2 separate regions of the Mus musculus genome follow, and region 1 is linked to region 2. A link is a contact called in public Hi-C data. All regions are on one chromosome and are shown on one strand. The core of a region is the stretch at or near the end of the contact, and the rest is flanking DNA. Distances in the headings are between cores, read along the strand shown.

Region 1 (5,069 bases), core at 211-2,710, 72 kb after region 2:
AATGTTAGGTACCGTCTTCTATTCCTTTCCATCCTCCTTTTTATTTATTTTTATTCTTTTTGTTTGTTTGTTTGTTTGTTTCTCGAGACAGGGTTTCTCTGTGTAGCCCAGGCTGTCCTGGAACTCACTCTGTAGATCAGGCTGGCCTCGAACTCAGAAATCTGCCTGCCTCTGCCTTCCAAGTGCTGGGATTAAACGCATGTGCCACCACTGCCTGAGACATCCTACTTTTTTAAATTTAAACAATATTTAATAGATATTTTCTTCATTTACATTTCAAATGCTATCCAGGAAGTCCTCTATACCCTCCCCCTGCCATGCTTCCCAACCCACCCACTCCCACTTCCTGGCCCTGGCATTCCCCATGTACTGGGGCATATAATCTTTTCAAGACCAAGGACCTCCCCTCGAAATGATGGTCGGTTAGGCCTCCTTCTGCTACATATATAGCTTTAAAACAGGGTTTCTCACTCAGTTTGAATCTAACAGTTTGGCTGGGCAGGGTTGCCATTGAGCCAGTGTAATCTGGCTGTCTTGTCACCACCCTCAGTACTAGGTTTTATAAGCATGTGCCACTGGACAAGTCTTGTGTGGATACTGGGATCTGAACTCAGATTCTCATGGTTGTGTTTGAGCACCTACCTTATCCACTGAGCCATGTCCTCAGTCCCTAAATGCTTGTAGCTTATAAAACTCCAGCTTAATTACTGATCTCTGTTCAATCAAAATTGGCAAACTAAATTTCCATATTTCAACTCCCTCCTATGAACTGAATTTTAAGAGAAGTGTGATTTCTGCAAAGGACAGCTAGACTCAAAGCCCAACAGTTGAGTCAACTGTCTTTACTGCAATGTGACATTCCCTTGGTACTGAATCTCTCTCTCTCTCTCTCTCTCTCTCTCTCTCTCTCTCTCTCTCTCTCTCTCTCTCTCTCTCTCTTTTCCTTCAGTTTTGCAAATTCCCTACTGGGTGAGGCGCGATGGCAGCATCATAATTTCAGCATCAATTGCAGAGGCTCAGAGTTTCCTCATGATTGAAAACTCTTCTCTCATGCAAGGCACTGCTTGCCTGTTGCAATCCATCAAAGAGAATGGAAGTTAAGATAGCAGGGAGAGACTCTTCATGTGTTTTCAAACTTCCACGGAGGCAGAGAGCCATGCATAAATGCAAGGTGGACCGCTCAGGGAGTTGCACCAGACACAATAATAAACAAGCTTGAACGGCAGCCTACTGCACTGCTTGCCGCTGTCGAATGCTTCAGAAAGATGCAAAAGTGGTTCTGTTCCTCTGGGGTCTCAAGTGCAGGAGAGCCCCGTCCATTCCAAGTCCACACACGGTGCCAACTGTGACTATTCTGAGATTCTATTTTCCTCATGAAGATGCTATTACCTAACACTGGATGCTTAGAATTCAGGCTCTTCTTCACTCTGTGTGGTGTGGTTTTTTGAGGTACTGCCAGATGAGTCACTCTTTATTCCATGTCTGTAAAAATGGTAATTGCTCAGAAGAGATTTTTAAACTGCTCATTTGAATAAGGAGTTTTGAAATTGAATATATCTGAGCACCAAGGGATGCCCATTAATTCATTTCAAAATGTTATTTTCTCCTAATGGTCCCTATTTTAATGTCAAAAGTTCCTTGCTTTGGGTTGTCTGCAGAGAACTGAAGAACTTAGAAAACCCACTACATCCACTAGAAAGGCAGTATGTAAACCATGAGAAATACTTTAAGAACTCAAGAAACTGATGCAGGATGGACTAGAAATGGCAAGTAAGGTGTCTTCAGGCTCCATAAAATTGAACCAAAAGATCTGATCCCATTCTACAATGGCCTGGCCACTGCAACCATGAATGATGGCATGACTAAGATTGTACTTGAGGCTAAGATATGTGTCTAGGCACATATTGGCAGTTTTCTTTTTCTTTGTTTGCTCCATGTGAACTGATAACTTTTGCCTACAGAACATTTCTACCTTTGACACTGAGCTCATGAGCATTTTCTTCCCTTCTTTCTCCATACCCCTGATGTTGGCTGGTCTTGTCAGGGTCACAATCTCATAGCTTTTTGTACAGGCTTCCATGATGGACTTTTCTTTCCTGTGATTCAGCTGTGTTTCTCTGAGAGCACCGAGGGAGCAAGACAACTTCCCTTTCCCTTTTTGTGTCTCTCATATTGTGTTGGGACAAAGTAGTATACAGTGATGTTTCACTAAGTACCAATTGGTCCTGGGGATTGGATGTGTGGTTTCACACATGCTTGGTTAGTGCTTGGCACAGGGATGTATTTACAGTCCTCTTTGTACTTCATGGTTGTGATAAGGTCTCATTAAGTTGCTCAGTCTACCCTACAATCCTCTCTATACTCCTGGACGACCTTTATGATTCTCCTGCCTCAGCTTTCCAAATGGCTGGGATTAAAGTTCTGATTGGAAGAAGTCTCAAAAAGTTGGTAAAAGTTTGAGATATTAAAGGACTTAAGACATCATCTATTCAGCCTTTCATTTCACAGACTGGCATAAGGAGCCGCAGGCACCCAAGCTGACCCCTTTATATGAAGTGCTGGAGCTTGTGACTCCCAGCCCCTGTCTGAGCAGTGCAAACTCATCCTGAGAGAGGCAAACACAGGTGTGGGTGATCTCTAGTGAGAGTCTCTGCAGTAGAAAGGATAATTTCAGCACTGATGCTTCTAGCAATATCACTAAAGAAATGCATACAACTAAACCAAAGAGGCATTCTGCCACCATGTGTAGCAAGAGAAAGGCAGAATGATGTCAGCAATTGTTTATCCCTTTCTGTTGCCACATATATTTTAATATTTATTATAATGGAATTCTGCTGAGGACAGGGACAAGAACATAATAGAATGTTATAGCATGATATTTCCTTCATTTTTTTTTTTGACTAGCTCTTCCTTGATTAGGCCAATAGCTAAAGGGTATTTACATACTAAGCTTACAGAAGTCAACATGGCAGAGATCTACCATCGGACACACAAACTTTATATGCCCCAGTACAGGGGAACGCCAGGGCCAAAAAAATGAGAATGGGCGGGTAGGGAAGTGGGGGGGAGGGTATGGGGAACTTTTGGGATAGCATTGGAAATGTCATTGAGGAAAATACGTAATAAATAAAAAATAATAAAATAAATAACCAATCTGCAGAAGCAGATTAAAGTAGTGCTTAAGCTGTAAATCCTTTGAAAATCAATGATAGACAGGTTTGCAGCTTTCCGTCATGAAGGAGGCAACATGGTAAGGATTCAGTGTACTTGGAATGCAAGGAAAAAAAATGACCACTGATGGGGTGGATGGTCTGAAAAATCCATCAAGTAGGTGAGTAGATCATCTCCCAGTCAGCCTGTAGCCATTGGGAACACTTAGTCCTAAAGCGCTATAAATAAGAGGTCAGAAATTGTAAGAAATTATTCTGCAGACTCCTTCATATTCCAGAGGAATTGCTTCAGGGTCTTCCAGGCTGGGTCACTAGTTCAAGCTGTTATTGTTAGCAGGTGTGGTGTGCTGTCTCCCAAGGACTTGAAAGTGAGGAAAATGAGGTTGCCTTCACAAAATGACACTGTAGAATCCTCATGTAAGTTATCCAAATTGAGAGAGTCAAGTCACCTTTCTGTCATAGAAGGGCACTGGAAATGAAGTATACATGGCAGACATGACAGAGGTGACATTAACCTGACTTCCTGTATTAATGTATCTGACAAATGGGAGAATAAACTCATCAAAGATGGGAAACCTCGGAAAAGGGATCTCTGGAAAAATGGTGGCATTATGGTGTCATTGCTGTCTGAGGAAGAGGACTGGCAACCTGGATGCCCTCAAATTTTCCCCTCCCCTTTGGAGGAAGTGTGCATCTGGTAAGATGTGGATGGCAGGATGTTTCAGCCTGATGCTATTAACATGAAAGCCATTTAAATTTCCTGCTCCTGCGCTTACAATGCAGACTTTGGAAGATTATCTGATGCCACGTGCAGGTTTAATTGCAGGAAAGAGGATACACTGGTCGTAAGGTTTTGAGTATTTCTAATGTCATAGCATTTATTTTGTATTATGGATAGCAGCATGGTGTTGGAGCAGTTTATCTTTCCATATACCTAGCTCCATGGGGAAAGTGCTGCTCCTGTGCTAGCTCCCAGTGTGAACACAATAATAATAGCAACTAAATTCAAATGTGGTATGGCCCCAGCACTGTCTTACGTTTATTAGTTAATTTAATCTTTATGTCAACTCTATGACTAGTCAGACTAATTGTATAGATGGGGAAAATGTAAATGGAAGAGGATGTGTCACTTGCCTAACATCAACCCAGTCAAATGAGAAGAAAACTGAACATTCAGCTTAGAACTAGCTTCTTAATTCTAGGCCAGAACCACGGTAATGTACAGTCATTCTATTTACTACGGACTGCAATCTCTTATTTACCATTCTCAAATGTAAATAGAAAATGTGAAAATGAAAAGCTTTTTCCAAAGTACTCCTGAAACACAACCTACTGTGATATAAAGTTATCTGGAGAGAAAGCCACTAACTGTTATGTATAGTTGTCTCCTCTTCTTCCCCTGGTGAGAATAATCATGTAAAATGTTTGATTGAGTAAAACTGCTGATATTTTACCTTGGGTTCTATTACAACATAATATATATGTGCTGCCTTACCGTTCAAAATTCCTGAAAGTGTGGCATTCAGAACCATAACTCGCCCTATGGACTTCAGAGAAGGGCTGGGACGTCTCTGTGAACGGCTTGGACTTCTGCTTGTAATATTTGGGTTTAGAAGGTTGTTGCATGCATAGCTGGCCCTGCATGTTTCACACCACAGTGACTGAATAGAAGATCTCAGCTCCAAGGGCTGAGGTCAGAGGTTGGAAATAGTCCAGTAACCCAGGTGTGGAATGGTGCCCATGGAGGCCTGAGAAAACCAGCCTGCCAGCATACGGGTTCTAGATGGTTGCATGAGTAGTGAGTACCAAAGAGCCTGTTTTATTATTGAATTTCCTCCAAGATCTCAGATGGCCTCTCACTGTTGGAGACTGAAGACTCTGGTGTTAGAGCTGATGGAC
Region 2 (5,191 bases), core at 1,992-4,491:
AGGCAGAGGAGGGTAAAGGTGGCCGTTCTAATATTTGCCCTTAGGCTGTGTGATCAGTCTTTACCCCTTCATGATAGGTAAGATAGATTACTTAACTCCCTGTCAATAGCAAAACTTTCTAGAGAGCTGACATTTTACCATGCCCCACCCCCACCACATCACTTCCTTTTGAGTTATATACACATCAGTCCTGGGAGGAATGCTACTCCTCCTTTGTAGGGCAGTTGACAGATGCCATGGGATCGCTGTATTGCCCACATTATTGAACCTTCCAGGAAACAACTAAGAGCTCCAGCCTCAAATGTGAATACAACTTAGTCCACCCTACCTGCCTCCGTCCTGTCTCAGAACAGAATATTACAGATTCAAAGAATTCTAGAAAGCAGCACAGAAAACCCTGTAGGCTGATATTTTTTTTTTCTTAAAATGAATCGACTTTTAAAAGAACCAGATTTAAAAGAACATTTCATTTACGTTTGTTATATACCTAAAAGTGAATTTTTATTAAAAGCAGATCACATCACTTCAAGAAAATCAGAGAACTATATCTAAATACACTGAATGCAAGATATTCCTCCTCAATTTAGATTCTTATAGCCTCATAAAGATAAAATGCAGATGAGTTGATTTAAATCAGGCCTTCATTAAATTTCAGAATTAGCTGTCGGAATCCCACGTATTGAATTGTGCAGCGTCTGATTCCTGATCATTGTGACAAAGCTGTGTGACTGGATAATGATAAAGTGCACCATTGCCAGAAATAACACAGTCTGCCTTTGGTTTGTGCTAATAAACTATAAGACAACTTAAACTCCATTTTAATATCAGAAATCCACCTCATTAGAAGTAATCTCACACTCTGTATGCGATCAGAATTTTCATGTGCATTCTTTGGTGAGCTGGGAATATGATTTTCTATTTATGCTTCTAATGTAAATCTGCCATTTCTGGTTGGCCACTCTGGCACTAAGCCAAGGCGCTAATTTATTTCCATCTTTCCCTATTTCTTATATCAAAAGATGCTGTTGGTTTGAATAACAAACATCCAATCGACTTGGACGTGGGGTGGCAGGCAGAGCAGGAATTACCTGCTTACCTTTTATTGCCTTCTTTGAATTGGCTTTTCTGGGAACAAAACCAATAAGACATGCTGTTCCTTCATCTAGTTTTGACTCGGTTATTTGTCAGAAGACATTGTTCCCCCTGCTTCCCCCTGGTTCAAGCGAGACTGGCGGTAGGGTGAAGAATTCAGCCTGGAACGAGGCTTCTGACCTAATACTGTCATTGGTTATTGTCCCACCAAGTCATGTAGGACTTCATTGTCTTTAATCTTCTGGTTTGGCCTCATAATTATTTCTGATTCCAAGAGATGCCATTGCTGACACATTTGTCACCTGCAGGGTGGCAGTGTGCCGGGATTGAACATACATTGTTTCAGCCCCTCCAAAAACTTTGCAGTGATTCTCCACCCGCCCAGCTCCCTCTGCTGTCATGTACAGTAATTGGCCTAATAAAAGGCAGAAACAAGAATTTATTACACCTTGGGCAGTACTTGAAACAGACTTTATTTTCAGGAACAGCAGTTATGTCTACTTGCTGCTGTATATTTTGATATTTCATTTAAATACTTAGAATATATTCAAAGTCAAATTGCTAATCACTCAATTTCCCTGCTGCTGTCCTGGTTCCCCAGGTGGCCTCTTATGATACTCCATGTAAACACTGTATTTGGAAGGATACATAGATCGGCATCCCTAGAGTCACATGATCACCATAAATCTGTGAAAATAGCATGACTTAAAAATAAAAGTCTCTTAGTGCTCTGCCAACAGGCTTTGGCATAATCTTGGCAATCACTTAGATATTTCTTTCTCTCTGTTTTTGTGGTTATAATTTTTTCCCAGGTGGAAAATAGTCTCATATTTTGCAGACGTTGTCCAAGCTAGTGACCATCAATCCGTCTTCCTGGTTATTAAAGTTGTCAGCTGACTGTGTTCAGTCCACACAAAAATCAGTGACGTGACTGGGAAACTGCTGGGTGGTTGCTCCTTTCGTCTTAAGAAACGGCCATACAATTTCCTGATAACATTTCTGCAGGAATTTTTATTCTTTAAATCTTCCAGTGTTAAAGCAACAAGAAAAAACATTTAAAATGTCCTTTGGTGGAATCTTATTACACTTGCTATATGTAAACCGATATTCTTTGATGCCAGCACGCTCGTTGCCCTTACAGAGAAATCTCTGCATGACGAAACGAAACAAAACCAAAGAGGACCAAAAACTCAAACATCAGTCAGTCTTTGCTGATTCGAATTAGATACATTAACAGATTGTCTGGTAACATAAATTGGCAATAATACAAAAAATCTACATATTACATTATTTCAAGAAAAATAACTTCATTTGAATACAAAAGGATAGATACACTTTCTCTTTTCCTCTAACCACTCTTGTGAAGTGGACGTGAGCTGGCACTGGGACCGCAGTGCTGCTAAAATATACAGGGGTATGACTGGCTTGCGCTTTGGAGGGGGCTGTTACACGTGTGTATCACTAACATCAGACAAAGAAATCTTTCAACCAACAAGGGTTACAGAGCAACGTTCACTAAAGCACAGGTTGGAAGGGATTTGGGGGTCGGGGGGACTGAAGCAGGCCAATATGGCAGCTTGTAACAGATTTCCTTATACCCACAATGCACCTGACAGCGAAGAATGCTTTTATTTGGTTGGCCCACACACTGAGCAGAGCGGTACTAGGGTGCACCACGGTAGAGTAGCGAATGTTTTTAGGTTGGTTGATCAGTTTGTTTTCCGTCTTTCCTCTTGGGGGCGCTCTCACAGCCTTTCCAATCCGCAATCAGCTCTGCAGCTGGCAATGAGATTTGCAGTGAGAATAGCAACAGCTGCCAATTCCTCTGGAGTCAATGATGAACAGTCTCAACTCCGATGTGCGATGTGCTGTCCGGTTCTGAGAGATATGGCTTAGTTCAGTTAGGCCCTCTTCTTTTATACACTGTGTTGGAGTGGGTGTGCGTGTTTTCTATGTCAGTGGCAATCGCTTGGGTTGTGTTTGCTTCCCCACAGCACAGGCCTGTCGGAGGGCTGGGTGTGACCCCTAGAACACCAGGGGACCGGCAGTCCCCAGCAGCATGGTCAGCAGCAGCAGTGCTGGGGAGCCCCGCGGGGGTGCTCCCTGGCCGGATTCGGAGCCACAGCTGCCCGCCTCTTCGCACCGTAGCTTCTCACAGAGGATGCCGGTGTAGGCGTCTGGGCACGCGCAGCGCACATTGTTCTGGCAGGTCCCTCCATTCTGGCAGTGCAGGAGCTCATTGTCGCAGACATTAGCTGCAGAACGAGGGGAGGGAAAGGGAGGGGAGGAGAAGCAGAATCAATTTAAGTTCATCTGGAACATCATGTTTTCAGCTTTAAAAAAGAAATTCTCTATCGATCTTGTGCACCCCCCTTCCCTCCACAAACTAAGCATGTGACTCCAATTTCCAAACAAATGTAGTCGGCTGCCTTTGTTTTGATCATATTAGGCCTTTTCATATAGGTTTCCCCCTCCCCTTCCCCTGCAATCTTGGTTAATCTCCAGTTCAGGCTATCGAATTTAAGGTAATGCAATGCTCCTGGTTTGGAAATTTTTGTGTACGTGAGACCTGTTGTGACCTCCTAGGTTTTTTTTAAAGGACAAGTGCCTGATACAAGAAAACAGAACCTTGAAGCCAGATGAGTGCCGTTTAAAATGCAAAGCAGTGCTGCTAAAATGACCAACAACCTCTAAGGTCAGGACATCCATCCATCGTCCCTGAACCGATTCCAGCCTTTTCGTGCATGCAAAGAGGCCACAGGGAAGCAGGGGAATGCAGGGTTAGGATGTGAGAAAAGTGGCATGCTCCAAGCAGGCAACAGCCAGATGGAAGAGGAAAAGCTTGTTTCGTGGGAGGCATGTGAGGAAGAGCAGTCACATTTGTCCCTGACAGCCCAGCAGAGTTTTTTATTACCTTGTAAATATGGGGAGTAGAGCCCAAGGTTACCTTGATTTGGGAACAGTAATAAATGCAACGGTGAAACCCTGATTACCAAAATTTCATTACATCCATCAAGGAATAGAATCGGGTTGGAAAATCAAGAAGCAGCTCCTGACTGAAATCCATTCACAGCCTCTGTCACAGAACTTTCACCTCTAATAATTTCTCCTATCGTCAAAATTCCCCTTAACCTCATTAATTCAATGGCTTGTATTCTCTTAGATAATCAAGGTTTCACTGATTTAGCAGAATGTTAAATAGAACCCAGGGAAATTAACACAACAACAAAGAAGAAGAGAGCCAAGAACGAACGCTTTCCGACAACATTTGCTGCTTAAGCACTTAACACATAGACCACTCTGGACAGGGGGCAGGCGGGGCACAGAGCAGAAAAAGGAGCTTCTTTTATAAATTATAAGTTTTTCATTCAAAAAAAAATGTCATGGCCCAATTTCTCCAAAGATGGATTCACACACACACACATACACACACACACACACACACACACACACACACACAGCACGATGGTGCTATTAAATACAAATCGTTGTTACAAAATAGTCCCACCTTCCACACATAATAACTATAAGTAGCATTTGCTTTGCCTATTAATCATGTTCAATACTCATGTCACCTTGAAGAGGGGCTTTGTCCACACCCACAAACTTAGGAATGCATCTGTGTGTGAACGGTTGAGGGAAGGTGGCACTGGGCATCCGTGGAGCTAATAATAAAGTTCTCTAAACAGAGTCCAGTGTGACTACCTTCTTCAACATTTCAGGGCGACATAGAAGACAGGTGCATAATACATTTGTATAATTAGAACTAGTTAATCGTTCATGTTTGAAATGCTGGTACATAAGGCAGTGTCACACGGATTAGAGGCATCAAGCACACAAGCTGCTACTCAGTGGGTAGTTTAGATTGAACCCAAATTATGGTATTTTTTATCAGGTTCTTTTTTGTTTGTTTGGCATGTCAACATCTGTAGCTATGAAACAAGGTCCCCCCAAGCACAGGGTCATAGGGTAAAATCCTGGTGGGTCTTGCTCTGTTTTGGTTTTTGTCCATTTGGAAAGTATACAGAGGTGTTCAGGATTTTGTTTTGCTTACACTTCAAGAAATATCTGTTTAATTGGGGCAACATGGAATTAACAG

The links. A called contact is a pair of places that touch in the nucleus more often than the background predicts.
Region 1: a contact with region 2 is called in a Hi-C map of cerebral cortex, with 4 times the contacts expected there. The contact joins two enhancer-like sites. A contact is called at or near these places in 2 of 484 Hi-C or Micro-C datasets (cerebral cortex and nephron progenitors) and 1 of 9 other capture datasets (embryonic stem cells).

Annotation. Positions count from the first base shown.
Region 1 is chr3:109,853,526-109,858,594 of GRCm38.p6, forward strand. All of the region lies in intron 4 of Ntng1 (netrin G1), which reads right to left. Among named protein-coding and RNA genes, the nearest start is that of Gm25681, 7.7 kb to the right of the region's middle. Within about 2 kb of position 1,461, at least 11 of the 459 cell types and tissues checked have an H3K27ac peak or open chromatin away from gene starts, as enhancers often do. A contact at or near this core is called in cerebral cortex, where this site is marked.
Region 2 is chr3:109,779,565-109,784,755 of GRCm38.p6, forward strand. It overlaps Ntng1 (netrin G1), which reads right to left. Exons shown (of 8, transcript NM_030699.2): 8 at 486-3,347. The coding sequence ends at 3,118. Among named protein-coding and RNA genes, the nearest start is that of Gm25681, 82 kb to the right of the region's middle. Within about 2 kb of position 3,242, at least 99 of the 459 cell types and tissues checked have an H3K27ac peak or open chromatin away from gene starts, as enhancers often do. A contact at or near this core is called in cerebral cortex, where this site is marked.